7 separate regions of the Mus musculus genome follow, and regions 2, 3, 4, 5, 6 and 7 are each linked to region 1. A link is a contact called in public capture Hi-C and promoter capture Hi-C data. All regions are on one chromosome and are shown on one strand. Each heading gives the region's core, a stretch centred on a gene start, on an enhancer-like site or on the middle of the called end of the contact. The rest is flanking DNA. Distances are from core to core; before and after follow the strand shown.

Region 1 (2,700 bases), core at 65-2,564:
GAGTTATAGACTGCTGGGAACTGCCATGTAGATGCTGAAAATCAAAGCCAGGTCCTCTGGAAGAGCAGCCAGTGTTCTTAACAACCAACCCACCTCTCTAGACCCTAACATACTTTTAGTATGGAAATGTCTGTTACTTCTACAAAGAGGACGTGGGCCCTACCTGGGTCGGGGAAACCCGTCTTGTGAATCCAGAGTCTTTATTCTCGGGCTCTACATTGCCTCTAAATGCATCTGTCCTCATCTTCACACAAACTAGACCTGAAGTCTTGCGCTCCCTTCTACATGTTCCTCCCAATTTCCTCATGTCAGGTAACAGCCTGTCAGCTATCCACCTAAACCAGGCAGAAACTTGGAAATCAACTTTGATCTCATTCCCTAACATGTACCCACCCCAACTTAGGATACTTTTTTTTCAAAATAGTTCTCAGATGTTCCTCAAAGTGCATTATCTACCCACTTTTTTTTTTAAAGCCTTTTTCACCCAAAGCCACAATCACCGGTCTCCTAGAAGACTACAAAAGGTCACTCACTACTTTCTCCGTTTCCTTATTTTTAAAATTTGTTTGAGACAACGTATTGTTATGTTGCCCAGTCCAGCCTTGAAATGACCTAGTCTCTTCCCTCAATCTCCGGGGTGTCTCCATTATTTATGTCTAAAATTTAACAATACACACAACACAGCTTTAAAATTCCTGTTTCACAGGTGTCTCCAGAGACAAATGCTCGTCGCTGTATAGTTCCTTCCAGAGTCGCAGTCTTCTTAGGTGTTAACTTGGCTGTTCAATGTATCCTACTAAAAATCAAGAACTCCTCAGGCTGCAGAGGGTGGTGGTGTGGAGCAGTGTTCCTGCCCCCTCAACCGCGGACAGAAGGAATCCCTTGGCACTTTTAGCCTGAGTTCCATCCCGCCATACAGTTTGCATAGCTCATGGCTGTCTTCACAACCCCTCTCCCTAACATCACACTAGTCGTTCTCTATGCAGCACTAGTCCCCATCCTTCACCGCTCTCAAGATTTGGGAATTACAAATTCATGGGTGAGTTTTTGAAGGGCCCCCCCGGGAGGAAGAAGAACGTTACGCAAACCAGAAAATCCCAGCAAAGCCTCAAGCTTAGTGGAGGAGATCACTATTCCCAGAAGCCCCTTCACCGTGGATTGGGTCGTCTCTCCACCCAAGACCCTTCGCGCGAGAAGACCGAGCATGCGCGAAGAGGTGTGCGCATGTGCAAAAAGACTACCGGGGTGGGGGGGCCGGACTGCACCTCCCAACAGGCTGCGGGGGGAGTGCGTCACTCCGCGTGACGAGCAGCTTCCGGCGTGGAGGGGCGGGGTTGCGCGCGCGGCTGAAGCAGCTGCTGGACCTGGGAGGGGAGCGGCCCTAGGGCCGCTAGGCGCTACCCGCGATGGAGGCCGTGCCCCGGATGCCCATGATCTGGCTGGACCTGAAGGAGGCCGGTGACTTTCACTTCCAGTCTGCGGTGAAGAAGGTGAGCACACCTTCGCCGCGCATCTCCGTCGTCTGCCCGCGCGTGACGCCCCCCCTGCGCGCCTGTCCCTCCCCGGGTTCCGTCACAGGTCGGGCCAGGCGTTTTCCCTTAGGATGGCCCACCCCTCCCCGGCCGGCACATCATCGTTTTCTCCGACTGGCAGTGCATCATTATGGGGACCCTCTTCCGGACTTCTGTCCCAGACCACCCGCGTTTCTACCGAGGTTCAGCGCTTCCTTGCGATGACGCTCCTGGACCCAGCTCTGCCCTGTTCCTCCATGTCCAGGGAGCCCCCGCGGGGAGCGATGGCGGTCCAGGGTCTACGGAGTCCATGCTAGGCCCGGGCCTTGGTGGCCTCCCAGTTCAAGACTGGACTAGGAAAGAATGTGTGTTTAAGACCGGAGCCCGAGTGGTCCATAGGAATGTCTGGCTCTTAGAGTGTGTGACTGAGTGTGTGTCTGTGTGCAGTTGGATGTCTGACCCTCCAATTCTCTATGGTCTCCTGACAAAATTTCTGTTCCAAAGTTCCTTTGAACCAAAAAGACAGTTTCTTGTTGATGATTAGAGGGCTTGAATCACGCTAGGGCTCTTGGCATCCTATGAGTCATTGTGCTGGCTAGAGCAGTCGTTTGGAGCTCACTGAGGCAAGGGGTTTCCGTGGTGAGATCAGGTGTGGTGATGTGGAACTGGGTAACCTCCGAGAGGGCCGTAGCAGCAGTGGGCAGGTGGGGAGCTGGGAGGAGTCTTGGGGATTTAGCACAGCAGCGGTTGGAGTAGACAGTCTAGAATCCTTTACCACTCCGTGGTATTTAGGGAAAGGAGGAGAAAGAAAATGGGTTTGGAAGTAGTTTCCGATGGACTTGCCTCCTGGATTCTCTTCATATCACCACTTCCTCTGATCAGGCCCTACTTGCTTGAGGATAGGGTGAGGTGCATTCAGGTGCCGGGTGTGTGGATGTGGTGGTGGTCCAAGCTGTGAGTATCAGACCCAGACAGAGCCTGGCACAAGAAGCTAGGCAGGTGCTCTTCCACAGAGATATATGCCCCCAGCCCAGACTCCTTTCCCCACCTGTAAGACCAGCGTAGTAAGCCAATTGATCTAAATTTACAGACTTTTGTTAATTCTTTACCATCTTCTCTTTTTTTGTTTGTTTGTTTGTTTGGCTGTCCTGGAACTCACTTTGTTTGAGGCCTCTCAGAGATCCGCCTG
Region 2 (2,700 bases), core at 141-2,640, 1.6 Mb after region 1:
TGAGGATCAATACTGAAAAGCTCCAGCGAGCGGCTGTTCATGAGCGCCGCCAGCGAGTAGATGAGGCGCCCGGCCTCGCCTGGGTCCGGGTCTTGTGCCACCACGCGCAGTACTGATGTGCCCGCTGCCTCATTTTCAGGTACCAGTGTCTGGTAGTTGTATTGAGGAAACTGCGGGTGGCGGTTTGCAGCACGACGAGGACGAGCCTGGTTAGTTGAGAGTATTTGCTTGGCTTCAGGACCAGTCGGAAACCCGGGAGGGCGCGGCCCAGGGCGCTCAAAGAGGAAACGGCGGCGGAAGAGACCGCGGGAGCGCATGCGCCCGGGAGCTGTCCGAGACTCGCGAGGTGCTGAACCCGGCGTAGGAGCTGTCCTCACAGCACGTGGTGCTGAATCCTCCCCCAGGCCAGATCCTAAAGAGCCGGGGAGGCAGTCCCGCCGAAAGGGTCCCCTGTCCACTGTGGAAGTCGCGGATCTCTCACCCTGACCCTTGTGTCCTGGCTCCCACAGCTTCCCGCAGCAGCGAGAGGTTTCCACTCTTTTGCGGATGCTTCTCCTAGCATTACGCTGGAAGGCCACTGGCCTGGAGCCATCAGGCTGAGCCAGAAGTTCTGAAGGGTGAGGAGAGCTGTTCCTCAGATCAGAATCCCCTGGGGACAGAGCATCGAGTGGCAGGCTACCTCTTCGTAAAGGCCCTGTCCGCCCACAAGAGGAGATCTCTGGGTGCCAACATAACAGATACCCTGGACCCTGACCTGCCTCTTGCTCGCGACTACCCAATGCCTGGACCACCACCTCCGCGTTTGGTTGCTCAGGGGCCCCTCGACCATTCCGGGCGTTTTGCCTACCTACTCGGAGCCTCATGAAGACAGGCTCCCTGACCCCCAGGCCAGGATCTCCATCTTCCCAGACGCCGGGAGATTCGGGACAAAGAGCTACGGCTCCACTGCCGATTTGCGCTCTTGGCCCAGTAGTAGTAGCAACCCCTGGGTCCCAGTCCTGGTCCCCACCGCCCCCCAGCTCCTCCCGGCTAAAAGGGAACAAAGAGAGGAGAAGGAGCAGTAGTACCGGGGTCGACGGTCCCGGGAGACCCCACCATAGAGGCCGCCTCGCCATCACCCCCGCCTCCCGTCACGGCCTCCGCCGCCCCCCGCCCGGGTCCGGGCCTTGGGCCCGCCCCGCTGCTCTGGCCCCCTCCTGGGCCCCTGCCGCCGCCCCGGCCCTCCGCCCCTCTGCCCGTCGCTCCGCGCCGCCACTGCTCTCTGGGCACCATCTACTCCGCGGCCAGAGCCCCTTTGGCATACGGCCCCGGCTTTTGCCGCCCCCACCACAGCATCCCCGACGCCGCTGCCGCCTCCCGACGCTCCAACATGGCTCCCGGCCGCTCCGATGGTTTGCTCCACCTCCGCCCCGATGCCCCAAACCTGGTGGTACAGCCCGTCGCGCATGGCAGTTCTGGCGACTGAAGCCGTTACCGCCATCTTTATTGAGAACAGAAGTGCTGCCCACGGTGCTGAACGGAGCTGGGAGTTTCTCCGCTACTCTGCCACCGCCCTCCCTCTCATCCTAGTGCGCTATTCCAGCGTGGCTTCCTAGTCTTTCTTCAGACCGAGAATCTCGTCTCCCTTTAGAGCGCTAGTTCCGAGCCCTAACACCCATTTTGGTTTGAAAATGTGCTGTCATCGGTCTGGGAAGGGTTACCATATAGAATCCTGGGACTGTGAAAATAATGGCCAGACACCGGCCTGGTTCAAACAATAGCGTTAACTGTTTATTAACAAGTTTAACTTATGAGAAACATGTCGCAAAAATCTCCTTGTTTGCTCCTACAGAACAGGATCTGAAAACGACCCTTCTGAGACAGGAAGAGAAGCCAACTCTTCTCCGCCACGAGAGTCACTAGCGGTCTCCCAGACTTGGGAGAGACACCACGTCTCTCTAGGCTATGGTTCTTTCCAGTGTTCTGAGATGCCACGTGGAACCCAGGGTTGTACAACTGTGGACCCAGCTTCCTCAGATCTCCGCCCCCTCGCCTGCGACAACTGCATCCTTTAACCCCTTGAAGAACCCGACAGAAGCTCAGTTCTCCCTAGTCCTGGTCCAGTCTAGCTTTCCGTCCAACTCCTGGCACGCGCGCATCTCAACCAACCAATAGCTAGATGTGGCGCAACAGACGTCACAGAATCCTAGAGAAAGGCGGCGCATTCCAATTAGAGTGTCATTGTTTCTATTGGCACAATGGGAGACCCCGCCCCTCTCGGAGGACTCCATTGTATGCGGGAGGTAGGAGGGCCTCGCGGGTTCCACGCTAGCCAGCAGAAATAATCCAAAAGACGCGCTATATTGATCAGCCTCCAAACTTGGCATCGGTGATGAGCTGCAACGCAAGGTGCAGGGGACTCATTCATTCTGACACCGAGACAGGAGTCAGGCCTAGGACCCCAGAACATTGCCCTGGGTGCGGTTCCCCCGGCTGAGTGGTTACTACTTCAAACAGTCCAAGAACTCCTGGCCAAGACCTCTGGCCCGCCCCCAAATGGTAGCTATGACATCACCAGCAACCAATCAACGCATTCTCTCGCTCCTGGGTTTCTTTGCTTCGGGGAGGTTTGGCTCACTCGGGTTGCACTGGACGAGGCTGCTGTGATCTGACCCATGGGTATCAGCTGTAGTGTTTGGGGTCGTTAAGTCTTAAGACTCA
Region 3 (2,700 bases), core at 67-2,566, 1.5 Mb after region 1:
AGAAACTTACCTTGCTTGCTCACACCACACTAATCTATAACAAGTTGCTTAGTTACAGATGTATGTGGGTTCTTGGGAATAATTTCTGGTTTTTTTTTTAACCTGTAATATGCAAAATGTTTTTTCATGTAAAGATATTGAGGAACCTACTGTTTTGTTTTGTTTTATAATCATTCACTAAAAGAAAAATAGAATGTAATCATATTATTTCTATACTGCTTAAAAGATTTTGCTGGGATATATAAGCTAGAGTAGAATTTTTTTTTTCACTGATCTCTTTTGTGGGACCAAAAAAGAAGAGCATTCCTATGCCCTGTCTCCGTTTACCCTGAACGTCAGAGCTGATCTTTGACAACAATCGGAGAAAGAGAAGCATATATTGGGTCACCCAGACTGAGGGGGGGACCCTTTTATTTGAATTTGTTGTTGGGAAGCCAGCCCCTGCAGGTGGCCCTCAATGTGGAGCAGGATGGCGTCCAGCATGTGAAGGACCCTGAGGACCAGCGTGCGGTCTGAGACAGTGGGCTGCTCTTTCCAGTGTTTGCCGGAGCTGGAGGTCACTGCTGGGAGCTGAAATATAGGACCAGTGTGAGGGTGGAGGAGGGCCAGGGACCAGCGTGAGAGTGGAGCTAGAGAGAAGGGATGTGGGGAAGTGTCAAAGAGGATGGGGGGACAGGGGAATAGGTCACTGGGTCTCCAGAGGCTAGGTGGCCCTGGGGCCCATGGTGGCTGGATGAAGAATGGGAATGGGGACAGATGGACCAGAGGACTAGTCCTAAGGAATGATAGGGATGGATTGGTTGTAGACATAGGTTCTGTGGAGATGCAAGAACAGGTCACAGGGAGGAGGACAGGATCAGACAGGAAGCCCACAGGCCCTAAGCCAGGGTGATAGGAAGAAGGTTGAGTGGGAGGCATGGCCCAGGGGGCATGAGCAGAAGCAGGAACTGCAGAGGACAGAGTGGAGCTGTGCTCACCTGACCCTTAGCAACCTTAGCTCGCCATCGGTGCACTATCACACGGCTGACAACCAGCAACATGGTGGTGGTGATTGTGACCCCAGCCACGGGGTAGATGCGATTTCCTCCCAGGCCCAACCAGTAGCCAGGGCAACCCAGACTGTTCTTGCAGCTATCCAGGCTATTTGGCTGGCAGCCCCAGATATCTGGGCTGTTTGGCTGGCAGCCCCAGGGCTGCAAGTCCAGCCCTACTTGGTACCAGAGGGGCCTAGACCAGCCTTGGCTAGGGACAGGCATCACCAACAGGAACAGCGATGGCACTAAGAGCAATGTGTACAGCATGACTGTTAACACTTCGAGGAGCCGGAACCCTGGTACCTTGGCAACGGGCAAACACCCCTCCCCCAAGAGCAGGCCCAGCTCTGAGGCAGCAGCAGGTTCCAGCTGGGCCCATGGCCTTTCAAAATACAGCTTGGCCAGATGATGGGAAGTGGGGAGATGGACTCCAACCCTCCTATCATCCTTCCCTAATCTAAGCACCCTGCTGCCTTTAGGGTCCAATGTTCTCCACTCGGCTAGCAACTGCCACGCTGGTAAAACAGAGCACAGGGAAGCTTCCGAAACCCAGCTCAGCTCCACTCTGCAAGCACTTCCAAGTGTGGCTTCCTTGAAGTTTTCTGCTGGCTGCTGTCCTTGCCTCACTCAGACCTCCCTCACCACCCTTCCTTGTGCTGAAAGAGCATGGCTTCCCTCCTAGAAAGTCACCTTTCCAAGGTTAGAGAGAGCCTCACATACTGCCGTCACCCCTCCATGACTACCTTGGTGGTAGAGTCCTTTCTCCTCTAGCATTGACCCCCACCCGATTTTCTTTAGAGCATTTCTGGCTACCTACATAATCATCTTTATTCTCAAACTATAAAAACATACCGGCTTCCTCCTAGAACCCATCCGAGGCCAGCCTGACAAGTTCTTGTTTGAGGTCTGCCTCTGGCTCCAGGTCTTCATTCAAACAATATTTACCGAGCACCCAGACCCAGTGCCAGAATGGAGCGTGACAGAACAGATGAACAAAAAGCACTGCCTTCCTCCTCTGCGTTTTGGCGGGAGCTCAGATGGCTTGTAAACACTCTGGTGCCAGACACGGGCAAAAGCCACGATAAATAGGCCCAGGCAAGGGTGCCTGGGTGATTTGGAGGTCAGGAAGCCTCTATCTACAGTTGGGAACTTGCCCGGTACCTAGCACCGCGCCTGGAGCGTACCTGATGAATAGTGAAGTTCATGAGTTCTGGGCAGGAAATGTGGGTATTGCATTCTCTGGGCATTCCCATGTGTAACCACCAGGCAACCCATGAGGCTACCCTCCCTTTTACTGCTTAGGAGCCCACTGCCCTATCCCTCCCATCACGGGGTCAGTGGCCCAAGGGACCAACTCATGTTGCTGTTTTATGCCTGAAGTCAGCCGCTTCTTGACTGACATGCTCTGCCGATCTCAGTGCTCTATGAGTAAGCAGTTCATAACCCTGACTTTTAAATCCAGCAGCAGACCATGTGAATGGCTCTGTTCTTTAGCTGGGAGCTCAGGGGTTCACGCCACATCTCTCAGAAACACCAACTTCACCCTGCCTCTTAACCGGGTTTATCCCCGAGAATGGCTCTGTCCTGATCTACAGTTTTGATTCCATTTATTTTTTCCCAGCTAGAGCTAAAGGACTGTCTGTAAAACTGAAGAGAACCTTAAGCT
Region 4 (2,700 bases), core at 57-2,556, 1.8 Mb after region 1:
AAGTCTGACTTGCAGGATTCCCTCAGTGGTCCAGTCTGACTGCCGAAGGACCTTCAAGAATATCTTGAATATCTTGGTGCATACCTAGTAACTCCAGCATTTTAAAATATATATATTCAGACACTCCAGAAGAGGGTATCAGATCTCATTACTGATGGTTGTGAGCCACCATGTGGTTGCTGGGATTTGAACTCAGGACCTTCGGAAGAGCAATCAGTACTCTTAACCACTGAGCCATCTCTCCAGCCCTAACTTCAGCATCTGAGAGGTGGAGGCAGGAGAATAAATTTATCCTCTGCTCCTTTCAAGTTTGATGAGCAAGCCTGAACTATATGAGACCCTGTCTGGGTTGGTTTTTGTTTTGGGGTGTTTTTTTTGTTTTTTTGTTTTTGGTTTTTTTTTTGGTTTGGTTTGGTTTTTTGTTTGTGTGTATTGTTTAAAAACAATTTAATAATAAGCCGGGTGTAGTGGTGCATGCCTTTAATCCCAGCACTCGGGAGGCAAGAGGCAGGGGGATTTCTGAGTTTGAGGCCAGCCTGGTCTACAAAGTGAGTTCCAGGACAGCCAGGGCTACATAGGGAAACCTTGTCTCGAAAAAACAAAACAAAACAAAACAAACAAACAAACAAAAAACAACAAGAAAAAAATTTTAATAAAAGCAAAAACGGAAGCTGGAGAGAGGCTCTTTAGCTAAGATCCATCTTGGAGAACACACCGGTTCTAGTCCCAGCACCAACATAGAGACTTAAAAACGTCTGTAAGTCTCTCCAGCTCCAACGCCCCTTCTGTCCTCATATACAGACATGCATGGAGTGCACATACCCATAAACAAACCACCCCATAGACATAAAATGTTTTAGTTAAATAAATCGAACTCGTGGGAACTGCTCTATAATCTCATCATCCAGTGTGCAGTCATTGGCCTCAGCATCCCACTATGTCGTATGTCCCATTTCTATCACTCTCTGACTCCCTTCTCCCAAGAGTGAGAAAATGCCCACTACACTTTCTGGGGCCGGGGGGGGGGGGGGGGGGCGTCTTCTCCCGGGAACCAAGAAACTACTAGTTGCAATGGTGTCTGTCCTAACGGTGCTCCGCTGATGTGCCTCCATGTTTGTGGATGGCCTTCTGCACTGGAGTATATACAGCTCCATAAACGACCAGCCGGGTGTGAGCGAGGTCCCAGGATCTCAGTATGGACCGATGGGTGCGGCTCCGTGTAGGCACAGCATCCCGGAGCACCGTCTCCTAGTGACCGCCGGGCGCGCTGACTCTGCCGTCCGGGTCCCAGCGACTGCGCAACGCGAGCACCCCCGCGGCCCCTCCCCTGGGCGCGCGCGCGACCTGGGCGCCATGGCGGCAGCGGTGGCGACCGTGCAGCGGCCTGAGGCTGAGACAGTCGAGGAGGCCTCAAATCTTCAGTGGCCGCTACCACCGGAGCATCGCCCTTCCGGGGCAGCGACCAGACCAGGCGATAGTGAAGACGCCCCGGTGCGGCCACTGTGCAAGCCGCGGGGCATCTGTTCCCGTGCCTACTTCTTGGTGCTGATGGTGTTCGTGCACCTGTACTTGGGCAACGTGCTGGCCCTGCTGCTCTTCGTGCACTACAGCAACGGAGACGAGAGCACAGACCCCGGACCCCAGCGCCGCGAGCAGAGCCCCCAGCCAGTGCCAACCTTGGGTCCCCTCACCCGGCTGGAGGGCATCAAGGTAAGAACATCCCCTCCTCTCCCGCCCCGAGCGGAGCTTCAAGCACTGCCAAGCCGAGCCAGAAGGAACCGTGGCTCAGCTCTGGGCCACCACGGTGCCCCACGCATCACTGTGTGCGGGTCACGCGCGCGCCTACTTACTTTGCTACTGTCGCTCCCTGACACGGGACTTTTTCTTGAGCAGTGCGGCCTGGCACACCAGCTGCCTGCTGTGTATTTTTCCTTTAGGTGGGATATGAGCGGAAAGTCCAGGTGGTCGCGGGCAGGGATCACTTCATCCGAACCCTCAGCCTCAAGCCGCTGCTTTTTGGTAAGTCTGCAGGACACTTCTGGGAAGGGCCGGGGAGGCTGCAGTGTCCACCCCAAGGCTTCTTTTGACCGTGTGTTTACTATTTTGAACATGGCTGCTTCGTAGATGCGCTCTCTGAATCCAGTTTACTAAAATAGAGCTTCCTTTTCCGTAACCGGACAGAGAGGTTCGTTTTCCACACTTCCCTCAGCGGACCCTTCCATCATAGGCTGGGCAGCACGACCCTGAGACAAATGTTCCAACTGTTTATTGAAGTTATCTTTGGGCAGTCTGTGCTACGAATCTATCACCTTCCAGATCAGGGCAGGGTGAGAGACTGATAACCAGGTGCCAGCTGACCCGGGGGCCTCTGGGGAGATCACATTCCCAAAGCTAATCCTGTGGTCTGATGAGAATCAGGCCGTCCATATTGGAATGAACTGACAACCCTCAAAGCCAGCGGCCCCCCCCCCCCCAGAGGGGCACCATTCAAAGGCCCAACTTCTTGCTTCCAGTATTCAAGATTCTTAGGACTCCTGTCTTTCACCCTTCATGGGCAGAGCCTATTAGGGTGACCCATTTTAGCCACATCACACACAGCTCCTGTTTTCTGAGTTCTTAGTAGATGATAGGCTTCAAACACCTAACCATGGTGTTGTGGAGACCCCCCCAAGTCCTCCAAAGACTATCAATGTCAACATG
Region 5 (2,700 bases), core at 175-2,674, 1.9 Mb after region 1:
GATAGAAGATCACAGCACTGAAACAAAATGTGGAAAGAAAAAAAAAAGCTGAGAAGAACTTCAGTTACATAGTTTTTATAGTGACAGGCAGATTTTAGAAATTTTTGCTGGACATTTTAGAAATTACAAAGAAAAAAACCGGCAAAGCATTGATCAAGTTAATCAAGGTTAAGAAACAGCCCTTATCAAGAACAGAAAGGCAAGCCCCTCCCACCCACGCGGAGGTGGAAAAAAAAAAGGGGGGGGGGAGGCTGCATTTAAGTGAGGATTTAAAGCGGAATTTTAGAGCTCCGAGAGTTTGATACCATATACAGAGGAGGATCTCTTTCCGGAGCGCACAGAGGTGACGTGTATCAACTGCGCTTATGGAAGAATCGGTTCTAATGGAAGAAAAGCGGGGCCTGGTAATGGTAACCTTCTCTCCTCAGCACAAAGCACCAGTACAAGGTGAGGAAACCCATGGGGACCCAATGCCCTCTCCGGCCAGCAGGACTCGGTTTCCCAAGCAGAGCAGCACCCTCCCCAAGCACCCACCCAGTCCTTGGGCCTCGCTTAAGTAACAGCATTCTTCAGTTAGTACGAGCACTCCTGTCCGCCTCCCGGAGGAGCGGAGCCGCAAGCCAGACCGCAAAGCCGCTATGTTTCTCCGCAGACCTAGGCCACCGCTGCCCCGGACGTCACGAGGACAAGGGCCCAACCCTCAACCTTCCCCAGTCGGCAGGTCGGTCGTCCGCCAGGCCGCTCGCCCGCCCGCCCGTCTGCCCTCCTCTTGGAAGGGGCGTCCGGCGCGCACTCCGGACAGCGTGAGCGACCAACAGCAGGGCGCGCGCCGCAAAACCGGGGGGTCGCGGGGTGGCGCGCGCCCCGGAAGCCGTTCTAGCCCACGGGCCACAGCTGAGAGCCAACGGGGACGCGCACGTCGGGCGGCTACGCGCAACGAGAGGACCGCACAGCGCGCACGATAACGCACGCGCGCGCGCAGAAAAATGAGAAAAAAAAAAAAAAGAAAAAAAAAAGCCACGCTCGTGCGCGCGCGCCTCCGCGCGCCCCCGTGCGCCGCGCCCACCCGCCCCTCAGGCCCGCCCCTCCCCCACCCGTGGGGCGGAGGCTCGCGAGCCGAGGGACGTTCTCCGCTCTGAAGCCGCCCTGAGGTCGCCTGGGCCCAGCGGCAGCGGCCCGCCCGCCCCCGCCCGCCCGCCGTTGTGTAGGGTGGGCCTGCCGCCTTCGAGCCAGAGCCTTGCTGCGTCCCCGCCCTCACCAGAGCCCTCACCCGGCGACGTCACCGCCGCCGCTGCCTCCGTTCTACCCGCCGGCCCCGCTTCACCGCCCGGGGCCTCGGTTCTGCCGTCGCCGCTCCGAGACCGACAGGATTTTCTCCTCACAGCTCCCTGGGCGCCATCTTACATTCAGCCCTCACGGCCAATGGGAGCCGAAGGCCCTTCTCGCGAGAACCGGAGCGTCGGATCCCGCGAGAGCTGCCTGCCAGGCTTAAAGGGAACGCTGCAGCCACAGAGGGAACCGGTTGGAGTGGAGAGCGTACCCCTCGTTGTGGGAAGGAGCGCCACGCCCATGGGCACCCCTCCATGCGGGGCGGGGCTTAGGCCCGGGGTTCAGCATCCAGGGGTATTTTGCCCCTGCCCTGGGTCTGAAAGCATGCTTTTTGAAGCCACCTACGGTGTCCCGCTAGCGCCTCCTCTAGTTGCACAGTTCCACGCGAGGCGGGGCCGGGCCTAGCTCGGCCTCGTGGTTAAGGTGGCCCCCTTTCAAACCCCTGAACTGGGCGCAGCTTTAACCATTGTGCCGCGCCTGGGAAGCGCTCGGGGCGTTAGTGCACGGGAGAAAACAGCTTCAGGAACCCCCAGCACCACCTCTCATCTGAGATCGCTTTGCCACAGTCAGGTCCACCTTAAAGCAGGCCTTGGGTAGCCTAGTGTTTGTATACAGGGAAAATGTGGAAGGCTTTAAAGCTGCAGGCACTCACCTACAGCCTCACCAGAAGCTCCCAGCAACCCAGGGGGCCCTCAGTCTGGGGCAAACCTTAGTGCCTTCTGCACTTGTTCCTGTCCTAGCAAACTCTAATCTTCAAATTCTTCAGAAGTCAATTTCTGAGACGGGGTCCAATCCAAGGGCCAGCATAGCCAGGAATCTCATCTCAGCACCGTATAGACATCCAGGGAGTTTGCTGGGGTCCCCAAACTGGAAAGGCCACAACAGCATTCATGATTTATCTCACTATGCTTAAATAGTTGACAGGGCTTTTTTCTAAATGATCACACGGGGGGTCATGTGTCTCTTGATCTCTAGCCACAAAGACACAAACCTAGATCCCTCCATAGGACTGGTGACTGTGCAACAGCATCTCTGGGGTTCTCAGGTTTATCATAGTAAGTGCTGAGCTAATTCCAGCCATGCACCTGCCTTTGAGAACCAAGTGCAGTAGTGACTTTGTGGCTGGCTCTTTTCTGGGGAAGTGCATTCTTCCAGAAGACATATGAGACCCACCACTGCCAGCTAACAAACTATTTCTCCAGGGTCCTCAGATATTAGAAAGGCAGACAACAGAGAGACGCCAGAGGGATTTAGTTATTCTTTATTGAAACGGAGTGTGGAGTGCTGAAGGGCACCCCCAGCCTCCAGGATGAGGTAGGGCCACATGTATTCAGTTCATATTTTGCCTGGGTCTTCTTTTAGTGTGACAGT
Region 6 (2,700 bases), core at 188-2,687, 1.9 Mb after region 1:
TACACGTGCCAGGTGCGGCCAAAGTCTGCAGAACGCTCCACCAGCATAGCAGCAGGCCGGAACGTCTGGATGGGGAAGGAGGACATGTCTGACTAGCAGGAACCAGGACTTCAGTCCAGCCTAGGTTACGGAGAGCTCTGCTTAGTCATGATCACTGCTGAGCATCTCAGACACATGGGAAAGACTAGGAAAGCCAGACCATGATCAGACCAGGGAGGACAGCCACCTCTGACAGGCAGGTTAAAATACCACGAGACCCAGAGAGACTGTATCTGACTTAGCCTAGGAATGGGGCACAAGAGAGCATGTGCAGAGGTGTTCAACTATGGAAGCCATGCAGGACGTGACCATGCTTCACACATAGAGCACAACACAGGAGCTCAGGGAAGCTTCGTTGTAGAGCTAGGACTCTGTTAGGGGGTACTGAGAAGCAAAGCAAAATCAGGCGGGTTCGCTGACGCGCAGGCACCTTGAACGTCATAATGAGGTGGGTGAAATGAAACTCAGCTTCCAGGTCCAGTTGGATGGTGACCATTGGAACCCCTGCAGCAGGAATAGGGGGTCAAGGTTCTGCGGTTACTGGTTACAAGCCCTAGTCATCCTGATGACCTACTCAGGGGCTCACCGTTCTCCGATTGCCACCAGGCTGTCCGGCGTTGTGGCGCAAAGCTGGTGACTACATTCTGGATCCGATGACTATTTGGGTTGTCTCGAGCAGAGAAGGGACGTCGGGAGTCACACAGGAAACACTTCTTTTCGTCCTGGATTGGGTGGAGTGTAGGATAGGTACCTTAGCTGGGGCCGACCCCACCCTGACCCAGCCCTCTCCTCTGGGGCCCCAGAAGCACCTGCAGGTGACTGACAATACAGTAGGGTTGAGGGCTATGCAAGCCACACGTGGATGAGGCCGTCAGTCTGTCCGCACGGCCCACCAACAGGTCACCGGTGGCTGGATAGCAGCTTCCTCGAGAACAGCCAGGTACATCCAAGGACGGGGCCTGGGCCAATGTGGCAGCCAGCACTGAGGACAGTGGGTCAATCAGCTCAGCAGGACTCCTGGTGACTAGCCCCATCCCTTGGGCCCCTGGGAACAGCCTGCCACCCCTGGACCTACCATCACATCCCACAACCTTAGGCCTCACCAGGCCCCCTCACCACTTAGAAGTAGGCCCAAGCGAAGTTCCCATGGCAAAGGCTGTCCCTGCCTGCCCCTCCCTGGTTCTCCTGAGGCCCACTCCATCCTGAAGAAAAGTAAAATAGAGATAAAGAGAGATAAAGAGTCCACAGACGAAAGCCCACCACCTCCCTTGGGGCTGATGCTGACCCGACCGTGTGGGTACTGGGCTGGTGTCCCTCCAGGCCCTCAATCTGTCCAGGGTCGGACCTAGCAGTCACTCCTCCACAATCTGAGAGACTCTGACGACTTTGAGTAAAGTTGGAAAGCAAGGGAAGGAAGTAAAACACGGAGTGGATCTAAAATAGGATTATAACTGAGGATAGCACCCCACCCCCTACCATACCCCTGCCCGCTGCAGACAACCCTCATCCTAAGAACCAGACTTTGGTTACTTCATCCACTTTCTTTTTAAGCTGAAGTTTATTTAGCAGATGTGTACTTAGCAAAGAAGCAGCTTAGTTCGAGGAACTAAAAGGGAGCATCCAAAAAGAAATTAGAGTAGGCTGCTCAAAGACAGAGCATCCTGGTCCACATATCTTCATCGGATCCCTTAAGTCCCGATGTGAACCAGGGGTTGCTGGCAAGCATGGCATTCAGGGGACAGGAAGAGGGCTCGTGGAGTTGGCGGGTGGCAGAGGTAAATCGAGAGGTTTGTGATCTTTGTGTATCAGGAAGGCAGATGGAAGGAGCTTATGGCCTTTGTCCTGGTGTCACTATGGAAACCACAAATCAGCCGCGGGGCTCCCAGGGTTACAGCATCAGTCGGGAGATGGATGGGAAAGGTGCAAGCTAGAATTCTATTGTACCTGTGGAAAGGTTTAGGACGCCCCAAAGGATAGACTAGGACTGAGCTCTCGGAGATACTGGAAAGGCCACGCACTACTGCCTGAAACAGAACTCCGAGGAACTCGACCGTCCATAAGCACTCCAGCAAATGGGTTGCGAGAAAGGTTGCCTGTTTCCTGATTAAAATGGGCTGTGGCTACTCAGTTACCCAGAGGATGGGTTCTGGGTGACAGACTCTGGACCACCAGCAACAAGTGAATCCGAATCTTGTGACTATTTATCCACGCCGGACTTTCCAGTCGCCTGGCAGCCCGGGAGCGGAGGGTTGGAATGCGCGCACCCACTAGGCGCGCGCCCCACCCAGACCCCTGGGACTTCAGGCGGGAAGAGGGTGGGTTCAGGTCCGTACGGCTTGCTTTGAGTGCCACCGCTATGAACAGACTGCTGGAGATCAAGCAAAGATTACTGGAAGCTGCAGGCGCCTGTGGGAAAGCTGAAAGTTCAGAGGAAACTTTCCGCCTCACAAAGGAGGATGGGGGCGGGGCAGTCAATCCGCTGATTTTCCCTGTCACTAGAGTAGACTCTCCTGTCACCTAGAGGAGTCCTGTGAGCAATCTAGGGAAGCTCTGGTATGCTAGAGGTGATAGGTCAGAATTTTAGATCACTCGATAAAGGGGCAGGATGGGGCTAAGGGCATTAGAGGGAGTTACATGATAGTTCTAGTCTCAAGGTTAGAC
Region 7 (2,700 bases), core at 66-2,565, 1.6 Mb after region 1:
AGTTGACAGATAAGAACTAGCAAACCAGAGGTCTGTAAGCAATACTGCCCTCCAGTTTCAGGACAGGGTCCAGCAAGACTCCAGGGTCGAAGCTCTCACCTCCAGGGAGTTTTGACAGGCTCCCACTCGAAGTAGAGAGACTTCACCTGGGAACAGGAGCTTTTGGAAGCCAATCCAACCTGGAGGGAACTCTGCCCTGAAAGCTTTCACCAGCCAGGCAAGTTCTGACCGGGGGTGTGGGAATCTCTCATCGGGAGGCACTTCTCTGGAGAGGCACTTCTCTCGGAAGTGGGAGACTTTACCAGAGAATAGGATCTGAGGGGGTCTCTCAGAAGAAACTCTGATCTGGGGGGGGGGTGCCTCCATATGGAATGCAGCTCTCTATAAATATATTTCAGGGGAAACAAATTTGGAGTGGGCAGGGGGGAGGGGCTAGCCTGTGGGAAAGATATCACCTGTGAGTTCTGATCTAGGAGAGGCTATAACCAGGGGAGAGAATCCCACCAGAGGGGTAGGAACTCACCTGGGAAGACTCTCTAACCTGGGTATCCAATGGAGGAGGGAGCAGTGCAGACGCAAGGAAGATCTTCAGAGATTCTCTGCACCGCGGGCTCCAGGAGATCTCAGCGGCCCCTCTCCCCTCCTTCAAGATCTCTCAAGTCTTCTTAAAGGGCTCCCTCCCCTTACCAGGCGGCACGCGCCTTGGAGGGCGGAGCCTTGATGCTTGGCACCTCCCTTTGGGAGGGCACAAGGGCCGGCAGCGACAAATGTGAACAGTACCCTGCCGACTCAGGCCGCGGCTGGTCCACCGCCTGGCTAGAGCCTGTCTTGCAGCGGTTTCTCTCCCAGTCCCAACGCGCCCAGCTGGCACACCTCCCGTGCCAGGACTCCTCGGTAAGCAGCAACTTCCCTGCAGCGCCCTTATTAGCACTCCAGGGACGTTCAGTACAACCCTCAAGAGCTGGGGTCGCGCCAGAGCCCGCCCCCATCCCTCGCTGTTGATGGATAACCTCCTTCGGAAAATCGGCAAGGCGGTAAACTAAGGCTCCGCAGACGGGAAATGCCTGTCGGGGACTTGGAGGTTCCCTTCCTGAATTGACCCAGGCCGGGAGTCACAGAACTACTAGCGCTTCGCGGGCACGCGGAATTTGGGCAGCGCCCTGCAACTCACCGGACCCATCGGGAAGTCCCATGGCCCTCAGAGGGTAACTCGTGTACCGCTTTTCAAACAGCTCCCCCAGGAGGCCACTACCGGCTAGAAGGTGGCGCCAGGCCCAGAACTTGGCCGGCCGCAAGCTCCACCGCTAGGATGTGCAAGATCAGACCAATCAGAATTCTGGGGGTGGAATCCAAGTCATACTCTCTGGGCGGGGCGAGCCCGGAGAATAAAATTTTAACCCTTTCCTTCCCGTCGGCCTAGCTTCTGTCCCTGCCTGCGATTCTTGTTAACCTGCTGGGAGCTGGAGCATTCTGCTGAGACTGGAGGACTGGAACGAAGGCCCAGCGCTACGCTTGGCCAATGTTATGCCTCTGTGCCCTTAAGTGGCTGGACCTAATTGTATGCTTTGTAGAAGGTCCCCACTTTATGCAGAGGAGACATTCTTGACCGATCTGGATGCCTAGGTGTGCAACCAGGGGCCCCAGCCTCAACTGTGGGAGATCTAGGCCTGTAGGGTCTCTCAGGGACCACCAAGCTGTGAGTATCACCCTCAGATTTTTCCTTCTGAGACCTGGCACAGTGGTCCTCAAGACCAGCCCCACCCCACCTCCATTTCTTTTTTTCCAGACAAGTTTTCTCTGTTTAGCCTTGGCTGTCCTGGAACTCTCTGTAGACCAGACTTGTCTACAGAGATCCACCTGCCTCTGCCTAGTGAGTGCTGGGATTAAAGAAGAGATCAAAGGTATTTGTCACCATGGGTGGCTTCTTAAGCCCCCCCCCCCCCTTTCACTTTCACACCTGGCTGCCTAGACTGGAAATGGAGCACTCAGGATCCTTTCCAGGTCTGGAAGCTCTGGCCTGATCCAAGTGAGAAAAGACCAGTAAGGGCCAGAGTGTGGGTGGGTAAGCAGGAACTGAAGTGGGAACGCCTAGGTTTGGGGTGACTAATGGGCAGGGCCACAAATGTCAGCCTCTGGATATTAAGGAAACCCTCATATGACTGCCTAGACCAGGAAAGTGGCTTCTCTTGGCGCAGCTCCTGCGCTCCAACTTCAGGCTCCAGTCACAAGGTGAGAGGCCATATTTCAGAAAGAAATGGGAACCTGGTCCAAATCTCCCATGAAATGGGCTAAAAATAACTGGCTATTTTGGAGGGAGGAGAGCTCAGAGTCCTACAAAGGTCATCCTGGGTGAGTATTCTCAACAGCTGAGACAGAAAGAGGAACAAGTGTTTTCTATAGAAGTTTATTCCCAAAACAGAGCGCGGCTTCACGGAACAATTTACACAGACAGGAAAGAGGGCCACTGTTGGAAGGGGACCCCAGAGACGGGCATCTACAGAACCTAGGACATAGCAAGGACACTCTCCCAACCGACAGGCCTCTCAGCCCTTCAAGGGCAGGGGTCAGTCTGGGTAAAGAGAGCTGGGGACCTGGCTGGTGGGATTTGGCACAGGCAGTGAAGTGGGATTTTTTTGAATCTCAGAAACTGCCTCCCAAGAGTAAACACAGGGTAGGGGTGGGTGGCGGCTGCACAGAACC

The links. Promoter capture Hi-C pulls out the DNA fragments that hold promoters and counts their contacts. Capture Hi-C pulls out chosen DNA fragments and counts their contacts.
Region 2: a contact with region 1 is called in a capture Hi-C map of embryonic stem cells, with 9 times the contacts expected there. The contact joins the promoter of Celsr3 here to the promoter of Ptpn23 in region 1. A contact is called at or near these places in 5 of 39 promoter capture datasets (the 3T3-L1 cell line, hematopoietic stem and progenitor cells, hippocampal neurons and 2 more), 1 of 115 datasets of contacts at active chromatin or transcription factors (embryonic forebrain) and 2 of 9 other capture datasets (embryonic stem cells and liver).
Region 3: a contact with region 1 is called in a capture Hi-C map of macrophages, with 5 times the contacts expected there. The contact joins the promoter of Tmem89 here to the promoter of Ptpn23 in region 1. A contact is called at or near these places in 1 of 39 promoter capture datasets (hippocampal neurons) and 1 of 9 other capture datasets (macrophages).
Region 4: a contact with region 1 is called in a promoter capture Hi-C map of hippocampal neurons, with 4 times the contacts expected there. The contact joins the promoter of P4htm here to the promoter of Ptpn23 in region 1. A contact is called at or near these places in 4 of 39 promoter capture datasets (the 3T3-L1 cell line, hippocampal neurons, liver and 1 more).
Region 5: a contact with region 1 is called in a promoter capture Hi-C map of liver, with 7 times the contacts expected there. The contact joins the promoter of Qrich1 here to the promoter of Ptpn23 in region 1. A contact is called at or near these places in 7 of 39 promoter capture datasets (the 3T3-L1 cell line, the C10 cell line, hippocampal neurons and 3 more).
Region 6: a contact with region 1 is called in a promoter capture Hi-C map of neutrophils, with 3 times the contacts expected there. The contact joins the promoter of Lamb2 here to the promoter of Ptpn23 in region 1. A contact is called at or near these places in 4 of 39 promoter capture datasets (hippocampal neurons, liver and neutrophils) and 1 of 9 other capture datasets (liver).
Region 7: a promoter capture Hi-C map of liver shows a contact between it and region 1, with 2.1 times the contacts expected there. The contact joins the promoter of Slc26a6 here to the promoter of Ptpn23 in region 1. A contact is called at or near these places in 5 of 39 promoter capture datasets (the 3T3-L1 cell line, hippocampal neurons, liver and 1 more).

What each region holds. Positions count from the first base shown.
Region 1 is chr9:110,406,824-110,409,523 of GRCm38.p6, reverse strand. Ptpn23 (protein tyrosine phosphatase, non-receptor type 23) reads left to right here and starts at 1,314. Exons shown (of 25, transcript NM_001081043.1): 1 at 1,314-1,490. The coding sequence starts at 1,407.
Region 2 is chr9:108,824,735-108,827,434 of GRCm38.p6, reverse strand. Celsr3 (cadherin, EGF LAG seven-pass G-type receptor 3) reads right to left here and starts at 1,390. Exons shown (of 36, transcript NM_001359572.1): 1 at 1-1,390. The coding sequence starts at 1,115. Gm35025 (a long non-coding RNA gene) reads left to right here and starts at 1,315. Exons shown (of 2, transcript XR_871161.3): 1 at 1,315-2,700.
Region 3 is chr9:108,913,235-108,915,934 of GRCm38.p6, reverse strand. Tmem89 (transmembrane protein 89) reads right to left here and starts at 1,316. Exons shown (of 2, transcript NM_027066.1): 1 at 978-1,316; 2 at 372-570. The coding sequence starts at 1,301. The coding sequence ends at 385.
Region 4 is chr9:108,596,218-108,598,917 of GRCm38.p6, reverse strand. It overlaps P4htm (prolyl 4-hydroxylase, transmembrane (endoplasmic reticulum)), which reads left to right and starts at 1,306. Exons shown (of 9, transcript NM_028944.4): 1 at 1,306-1,710; 2 at 1,938-2,019. The coding sequence starts at 1,354.
Region 5 is chr9:108,515,811-108,518,510 of GRCm38.p6, reverse strand. Qrich1 (glutamine-rich 1) reads right to left here and starts at 1,424. Exons shown (of 10, transcript NM_175143.5): 1 at 1,271-1,424. It overlaps Qars (glutaminyl-tRNA synthetase), which reads right to left. Exons shown (of 24, transcript NM_133794.2): 24 at 2,570-2,700. The coding sequence ends at 2,665.
Region 6 is chr9:108,478,599-108,481,298 of GRCm38.p6, reverse strand. Lamb2 (laminin, beta 2) reads right to left here and starts at 1,437. Exons shown (of 33, transcript NM_008483.3): 1 at 1,325-1,437; 2 at 1,156-1,241; 3 at 849-1,021; 4 at 626-761; 5 at 470-543; 6 at 1-65. The coding sequence starts at 1,240.
Region 7 is chr9:108,852,658-108,855,357 of GRCm38.p6, reverse strand. It overlaps Slc26a6 (solute carrier family 26, member 6), which reads right to left and starts at 1,315. Exons shown (of 20, transcript NM_134420.4): 1 at 524-1,315. Celsr3 (cadherin, EGF LAG seven-pass G-type receptor 3) reads right to left here. Exons shown (of 36, transcript NM_001359572.1): 36 at 2,389-2,700.